2 separate regions of the Zea mays genome follow, and region 1 is linked to region 2. A link is a contact called in public Hi-C data. All regions are on one chromosome and are shown on one strand. Each heading gives the region's core, a stretch centred on a gene start, on an enhancer-like site or on the middle of the called end of the contact. The rest is flanking DNA. Distances are from core to core; before and after follow the strand shown. Region 1 overlaps LOC103638195 (alpha-mannosidase). Region 2 holds the start of LOC103638174 (alpha-mannosidase).

Region 1 (3,874 bases), core at 657-3,156, 600 kb before region 2:
CGTTGGGCCTATAATGACTTTTTAAGCCCAGTCCAGTAATCCCACCAGGCAGTAGATTTGGACCACCTTAGGCTAGGCTTGGGCTTTGGACGGCCCACTCGTGACTTTAACATTGACAAATAATTCAAATTTATGTTTAGGACTGCGCCAAAAATTTTGGGGCTTATGATCATTCCTGTACAAAAAAAAGTTTTAGAGGCGAGCAGACCAAATTTTCTCAAGTAGACATAGAATTCGGTTTCTACTATCTTTTTGCGCAGTTAAATATGTCCTTTTTTGTGTAAAGAAAGACAGTAGTTCGAAAATCTAGGAGTGTTCTGACAGGTTGACTCTCCAGGTGAACCTAGGAGTGTATGTAGCAGATGAAAAATATGAGCTATCTGTGCTTGTGGACCGTGCTGTCGGAGCATCAAGCATTCAGGATGGTCAGCTAGAGATTATGCTACACAGGTATCAGCTAAAGTGGCGTGTGCTCAGTATTACTAATCCCCTTCCAGACTGAAACTCTCTCTAGTCTAACCACAGATGTTGTCAACTAATTTCAGGCGTTTACTTAAGGATGATGGCAGGGGTGTCGGAGAGCCACTTGACGAGGTGGTTTGCGTGGATCAAGATTGCCAAGGGCTTACGGTACACACATTCAGTTCTGTCTCTATTATATCCTGCTATCCAGTCACTGATAGCTACCGTAATCCTTCCAAAAACACCACAGGCCAGGGGCAATTACTACGTCAATGTCGAGAAGCTAGGGCATGGAGCTCACTGGCGACGTACATATGGCCAGCAAGTCTACTCACCCTTTCTCCTTGCTTTCACTCATGAGGTACATCCGCTTGCCCTCTGAACCTTTCTGCTCTGTGTTTTCATGCCGTCCAAGTTAACAATTTGTTCTTGTTAATTACAGGATGAGACCAGCTCGAAATCCTACAGCGTGGCCAAAGCTGGTATGATGAATGCCAACTACAGCCTTCCTGATAATGTCGCCATTGTTACTTTGCAGGTATCACTGTACCTGTTCTCCTCCTTCCCATTACTTTGCATCCGATTACTTGTATATTTTCCGTTACAAATTTACCTGTTCGTCTCAACATTTCAGAATCTAGATGATGGTACCACACTACTCCGCTTGGCCCATCTCTTTCAAGTATGTTTGTAGTTTATTTAAAATTTTGTTATTTTTCCTCTCCTTGATAATGAATCATCGATACTAGTCAATATTTGCCGGGTCTGTAGGCTGCTGAGGACCCGAGATATTCCAAGGTGGCAAAGGTTGATCTGAAAAAGGTGTTCGGAAAGAGAACTGTAAGTAGAGAACTTGCTGCAGCTCATATATTTGAAAGAAAACAAAAAATGAAGGTGTCCCCAAATAACTCTGAGGTCCTATTTGTTTTCTTTTATTTTGAGGAATTGAAATTTTATTAATAGAATATGCTATTCTTTTAGAATATAACATTTCACCACTTTTAAAAGTTATCATATAAGCCTATCTCAAATTCCTGTGATAAGAGATGAAAATTAATTTTATAGATTTACATGTTATTTTTCCGATGTACAACTTATAGCATAATCGTCTACTTGATTCGCTATAACATAAATGTATTATATAACTATCTCTTTCATATGATTTACGATAATATACAAATATATTACGTATATAAATATATGAACTTAATTAGTTTTGTCTAAATTATAATTATCAAAATGGAATTGAATTCCAACCAAACAAACGGGGCTGATAGATTTTTATAACTTGGACGTTCTATTCCAATTAAATGTTAGTGACGTTCAAATCAAATGTATGTGCAGATCAAGGAATTGACGGAGACTAGCCTCTCCGCGAACCAAAAGAAGTCAGACATGAAGAAGCTCAGCTGGAGGGTCATTGGGAACACTGAAACTGGTCCTGCCGCAGTAAAAGGTGGCCCAGTTGACAGTAGGGCTCTAGTCGTTGAACTAGGACCCATGGAGATACGCACCTTCTTGCTGAAATTTTAGTGGCAGTTGTTCTTTTGTTTGTAAACAAACAATAGTCCATAGAGTAATTTCTACCTTTTCATTAACGTGCCCAAATCTTAGTTCAAATAGGATCAAATACTTGGGCAATGGAGGTGCACACCCACACCAAGTTTGTTCATGTAATAATAGCTACATGTCGGGAAAAAAAAAAGGAACGGTTGTGGTGCTTTTCATTGTGTAAAGCGGGTATTTCTTCCTAGCGGATACCGTTATCTGTTGGGCTGATTGGGCTGATCTCGGGTCTGGTTTGAGCCCATTAGCACGCGTCCTGATCCATCTATCAATGGTTTGTTTGGTTTTTTTTAGTTATAATGTTTAGATATTATTTAAAAATACTAAATATAGTTTAATTATAAAATCAACTACATATATAAGGACTAAATAATAAGATAAATCTATTAAACCTAATTAATCAATATTCGACCATGTAATGCTATAATAAACATTTACTAATCATAAATGAAATAGGCTTAAAAAATTTTCTTTTATCATTTAGTCTTTAGTTTTGTAATTAGATTATATTTAGTAATTGTAATTGGCACTTGAATATTCGATGTGCACTTTAGAACAAATCCCTAAAGCGTGAAGGTGAGGGAATATCGATACCATCATCCCTCGTACTACTCAGACCAAAAGTATAAAATGTTGTGTTTTAAATCTAGTGGATAGGGCTCTCGTGGAGATCAATTTGGATCTAACAATAGCATCAAGAGTCATGTTCCCTACAACTTTAAAGGTGAAAGGAAAATGTGCCTAACAGTCCATTGGGCACCAAAACAGGCAGCGGACGGTCCGACCCCCAGGCCGGATGGTTCGTGCGCGCGCAGAATCAGTTAGGGTTCCGAGTTTTTTGTGAGTTTTGCTAGCTAAAACCGCAGAATTAGCTTGGGATATATATAATGTTGTGTTTTAAATCGATACCATCATCCCTCGTACTACTCAGACCAAAAGTATAAAATGTTGTGTTTTAAATCTAGTGGATAGGGCTCTCGTGGAGATCAATTTGGATCTAACAATAGCATCAAGAGTCATGTTCCCTACAACTTTAAAGGTGAAAGGAAAATGTGCCTAACAGTCCATTGGGCACCAAAACAGGCAGCGGACGGTCCGACCCCCAGGCCGGATGGTTCGTGCGCGCGCAGAATCAGTTAGGGTTTCGAGTTTTTTGTGAGTTTTGCTAGCTAAAACCGCAGAATTAGCTTGGGATATATATATATATATATATATATATATATATATATATATATATATATATATATATATATATATATATATATATATATATATATATATATATATATATATATATATATATATATATATATATGGAGGACTACGACAATTGGAGGGAAACAATCGAATCAATAATCAACAATATATATTTCGTTTTTATCTTATGCATTAGGAGTAGTTTTGGTTTAGCCTTTCTCTACCTCAAATCTTCACATCTCTTCGGCTCTACGTCGACTAGAGGCGTATTGGGTGGCCTGCCGATCCCAAGACAAAGCCTAGGACCTCTCCTCCCCGATGCGGTGTGGTGGAACTACCCGAATTATTCCAACTTAAGTGCTTAAGTCCCACCTTAGAGGCTAGACCATACTTAAATGGGAATAAGACGTCAGTCCCTCGGATCTAGTCCGACAAGGCCACTAACAGGATCAAGTACCACGTACTCACTCGAAGGTGAGGCATAGATCAAATACAATAAAGCATAAAACCATACACTAAGGAAGTGCTTAAGGTTATTACAACATCATTGGAGTTTTGCAAAATTAATGACCATTGTTCGAAATGCAGTGGAAGTTAACTAACGATAAATAACCGGAGGGATGGGGAAGCCTGGCCCATCACTCCTCAT
Region 2 (4,052 bases), core at 120-2,619:
CACACCCGTAGCCTCCGCCACTCCTACCACCACTATCGCTAGTCCCTCTGCCACTCCACCTATTCCACCCCCTCGCTGTCGGAGCGCGACGAGGTTGATGTTGCCTGCCAAAATAGGAAAGCACACGATCAGATCCTGGACTGGGGCACGTGGACCTGGTCCGGTGGTGCATCGAACCGGTCCGATGCACCCGTAGTCAGCCAAATTTGACACATTTTTACAAGGAAGCAGCAATGACTATGGGACCTTTTGGGGCTATAAAAGGACCCCATGTCGATCTCCTTCAGTACCAAGAACTCCAAGAGCATTCACAACTCCGACACTCTGCCACGACGCTGTTTAGCGATTCTAGTGATATCCGAGCACTATTTTGTGTCGTTTTCTTGTGACAATTGTGTTTGCACTCTCGTGATATTCTTTCTAGCGTTGTGTTGTTGCGTTTGCTCTTGTATGTATTCTCTCCCTTCCTTGTGCTCAACTTTGTAACTGTAATTCTTGTACGGCTGTAAGAGACTCCAATTTGTAGAGATTCCTTGCTAAAGGGATTCATATTGATAAGGAAGACAATGTCACTTAAGTTTTGATTTTTGGATCATTTGAGAGGGGCTGAAAGCAACCCTTATAGACACCACGATGTAAATGTAGGCAAACATTTTAGCTTGATCGGACCACAGGATAAAATCGCTTGTGTCCTATGTTCATTTAGTTTTTTGCGATTGTCTACCTTCCTAAGTTCTCAAAGTTCACTTGTGATATTGCTCTTAGTTTAATTTATATCTTAAAAGTGCAATCAAGCGAAGGGAACTTTTCTCACTTCCTCAAACTTGATTTATTTTGTACTAACTCTTATTCTAGATCAAGTTTATGGTTTTTAGTGATTATTTTGCAGGATCACCTATTCACTTCTCTAGATGATCTCGAAAGAACGCAAGATTTTATAGGAATCGTACATGAGATTTCATAGGAATCAATTAATTTTCACTAAAAAACCATATGGAAGTGGAAAATCCCGTGTTCCAAAAGAGGCATAACAAAATAATAATAAGATGTGAGTCTGATATAAAATTAGGATGTAAAAAATTGAGATCTATAATAACGTATGCTATTAGTTTTTTGTGCACTTGTTGTACATTAACATTTTATCGAATTCGTGTCATTGCAACGCACAGTCATTATGCTATATTTTTTAGTATGTAACTAACAAAAGTATAGAATAAAAATAATTGTTTTTATATATCAATGTATTTTATTATAGCGCTTCTACATCTTATTGTATCTTACCGGTACATGTTGACTCTGTAGCAACGCGCTATCAGCGTACACTAATTTAGAAGAAAGAATAAAAAAGGAGAATGACAATGGCACATGCGCACGGGGCCCGCGCGCTCGGAGGGCGGCAGCGGCGGGCCGTGTGGCCACCGCTACACTCCGAGTCCAGAGAAATACAGCGCATTGGCGCATGGCCTCCCGGCGGAGTTCGCCCGCGGCGGCCTCTGTGGCCGCGCGCTCTCGGCATGTGAGCCCATGAGGCGCGTGAGCAGGAGCTCGTGGCTGGCACCAAGGTGCGGCACTGCGGCCGCTGCCACTTAAATCGCCTGGCTCGCGCGCGGAAGACGGGAGGGAGAGGCCTCCTCTCATATCCACCGCAACTAGTCCACCGTAAAAGCATGAGCTCCCGCGCGGCTCGGCCATGGCGAGCCAGCGCAACCCGTGAACGCGGCGGCCGGCGCAAGCACAGGATGGACTGCGCGCCCTTTGCGGCCATCTGTGAGCGGCGGCGCAAGATCCGCGTCTGGCGCAGAGAAGAAAGGCGCGGCGGCGCTCGGGACCCTGGCTCGCGTGCGCAGGGCCGCGATGTCATGGCAGCGCCTCCCATCCGCTGCGGCCTGGCGACCCCGACGTCCATGACAATATCACGCGCGGGAGCGGAGGTCCCAGAAGATAAGCGGCGGCGTGAGGAGCAGAGGTCCGAGAAGATTTTGATAGTAATAGTTGCGGATAATTCAGAAACATATATAGACATAATTTATGATATTTCAGTATTTTTCATATCAGTAAATGCTGGTAATTTAGATATAGATCTGAGAGGATACTTAATTTATGTTTCATAATGGAAAAAGTGGATTTAGATGCGAATTTATGGGGTGATTTAGATTATTATCACACTTAGGTGATTCATAATTTATATGCAAATTTATGTGTTATTTTATATCCACATAGTTGGTATTTAGATGTATATTTAGGTGTTGCTTAATGTTGTTTTGTAAATGGATATTTTTTTTGGAAAATAGATGAACCAAATGGCTATTATTATCAATAATATATTTTTGGGTTTTTGAGGATATAGATTTTTATTTTATACAGCGTTTCACAAGAATTTACATGGAACTTCTGTTTAATAACTTTTTTTGTAGCACGTCTGTTGATGATTAATATGAGGTCTTGTTGGAGCCTTAAGTCTTGCCGAAGATACAAAGGTCCCACCAGGTATAACTTCTAAGGAAAACACTTTCTCAAGAAGCTGTACAAATAGCGGGAAAATGTGAAGATAAACTACATACTCTGATCTAAATTTTACATTTTAGTACAAATGGAGACAGTGGGAAGAAGTGTGGCCAAAAAAGTTGCTAAACAATATACATGATTTAGCTTTTAATTTTAGCTTATTTTGGTCATAAACAGACTAGTAGCAACGAGGTCCAAGCTATATAGCACAGCGTTTGGCTGCAGGCAGGGTGACCACAGCTGGTTGGTTGGTTACGAAGGAGCCCATCGTGAGGGCAGGGCCCGGTACTCATCACAAAAGAAACGCCAACTCCAAGAAACCAACGGGTCTGCGCTGTAGGCGAATTCCCACTCCACGCCATCATGGCGCCGACGCTTCTGCTGGTAGCCCTTGTAGCGCTCGCGGTGGCAGCAGCAACGCCGATGGTGATGGAGGCATCGGCGTTCACGGAGGGGTGCAACAATAGGAGCACGCCGGGTGGTGGTGGAGGCACCGCGGTGGGGAACAAGCTGAACGTGCACTTGGTGCCGCACTCGCACGACGACGTCGGGTGGCTCATGACCATCGACCAGTACTACGTCGGATCCAACAACTCCATCCAGGTACCTTGCCGCCTTCTTCCTGCTGCTTCCTGTCATTTCAGTTAATAATTCTCACGCACCGGCTCCTGGCAGGGCGCGTGTGTGATGAACACACTCGACTCCGTGGTGGACGCGCTCGCCAAGGATCCTGCTCGCAAGTTCATCGTCGTCGAGCAGGTAAGAACCACCACTTGCTGCTTGTGCGTGCTAATTCCATCGCCTCCGATTCGGTCCTCGTCTGCTTATGGCTTCACTGTATATATATAATCGATTCTCTAAATACAATTACTCGACCTGCACAATATATATTGTTAATTTAATTCATAAAGTCTATATATGGCCCGCTTATAAAATGAACTGCTTTGACAACGTCAGTGGGCAGATATTCAAAATCAGGAGGCTTAATTTGATGGATACTTATTTTGGAAGCACACCATATACCTACCTACCTTGGCCATGGATCCCTATCATGTACAGTAAATAGTACTAGCTAGTGCCAAAGCATGGACCAACATGTCGACTATGCTGTTACAAAAACATCCATGTCGTACTCACTCAAAGGTACACAGCCTGTCTCCCAAATTGTGAGTACTAGCAGATACAAGGATACCCCACACAAGATAACATGGATAAGCATTGGAGGATTCTGAGGATACCAAGGACCACAAAGGATAGGAAGATGAGAGCACAAGCCACAGGGAAGTAAGGAAAAAAATGATTGCTTTGGTTCATGCCCCTCTCCTCCCTGTCGTCATTCTCCTGTTTATTGTAGGCCTGTAGCGCAGTCGCTTGTCGCTTGGGTAACACCCTATAGGCTATACAAAATCTAAGATGTTGACGTCCCTTCTATCATGCTAGAGTATAAAACTCGGTAACATAAGTTTAAGAAGTTATTTTTTTTTGAATTTAACTAAATCTATACAGGAAAATATTAATATTTACGGTGCACAGTAAATATGATAGGC

What was found. Hi-C and Micro-C count contacts between places; a contact is called where the count stands out from the background.
Region 1: a Hi-C map of leaf shows a contact between it and region 2, with 6 times the contacts expected there. The contact joins the enhancer-like site here to the promoter of LOC103638174 in region 2. A contact is called at or near these places in 6 of 25 Hi-C or Micro-C datasets (bundle sheath, ear, leaf and 2 more).

The regions. Positions count from the first base shown.
Region 1 is chr1:119,487,528-119,491,401 of Zm-B73-REFERENCE-NAM-5.0, reverse strand. LOC103638195 (alpha-mannosidase) reads left to right here. Exons shown (of 29, transcript XM_008661190.4): 23 at 338-450; 24 at 546-630; 25 at 713-823; 26 at 905-1,000; 27 at 1,097-1,144; 28 at 1,234-1,302; 29 at 1,807-2,215. The coding sequence ends at 1,995. Among protein-coding and RNA genes, the nearest start is that of LOC103638195, 13 kb to the left of the region's middle. Within about 2 kb of position 1,906, at least 6 of the 20 cell types and tissues checked have an H3K27ac peak or open chromatin away from gene starts, as enhancers often do. A contact at or near this core is called in leaf and tassel, where this site is marked.
Region 2 is chr1:118,883,332-118,887,383 of Zm-B73-REFERENCE-NAM-5.0, reverse strand. LOC103638174 (alpha-mannosidase) reads left to right here and starts at 1,369. Exons shown (of 31, transcript XM_008661157.4): 1 at 1,369-1,966; 2 at 2,415-2,487; 3 at 2,731-3,108; 4 at 3,181-3,264. The coding sequence starts at 2,869.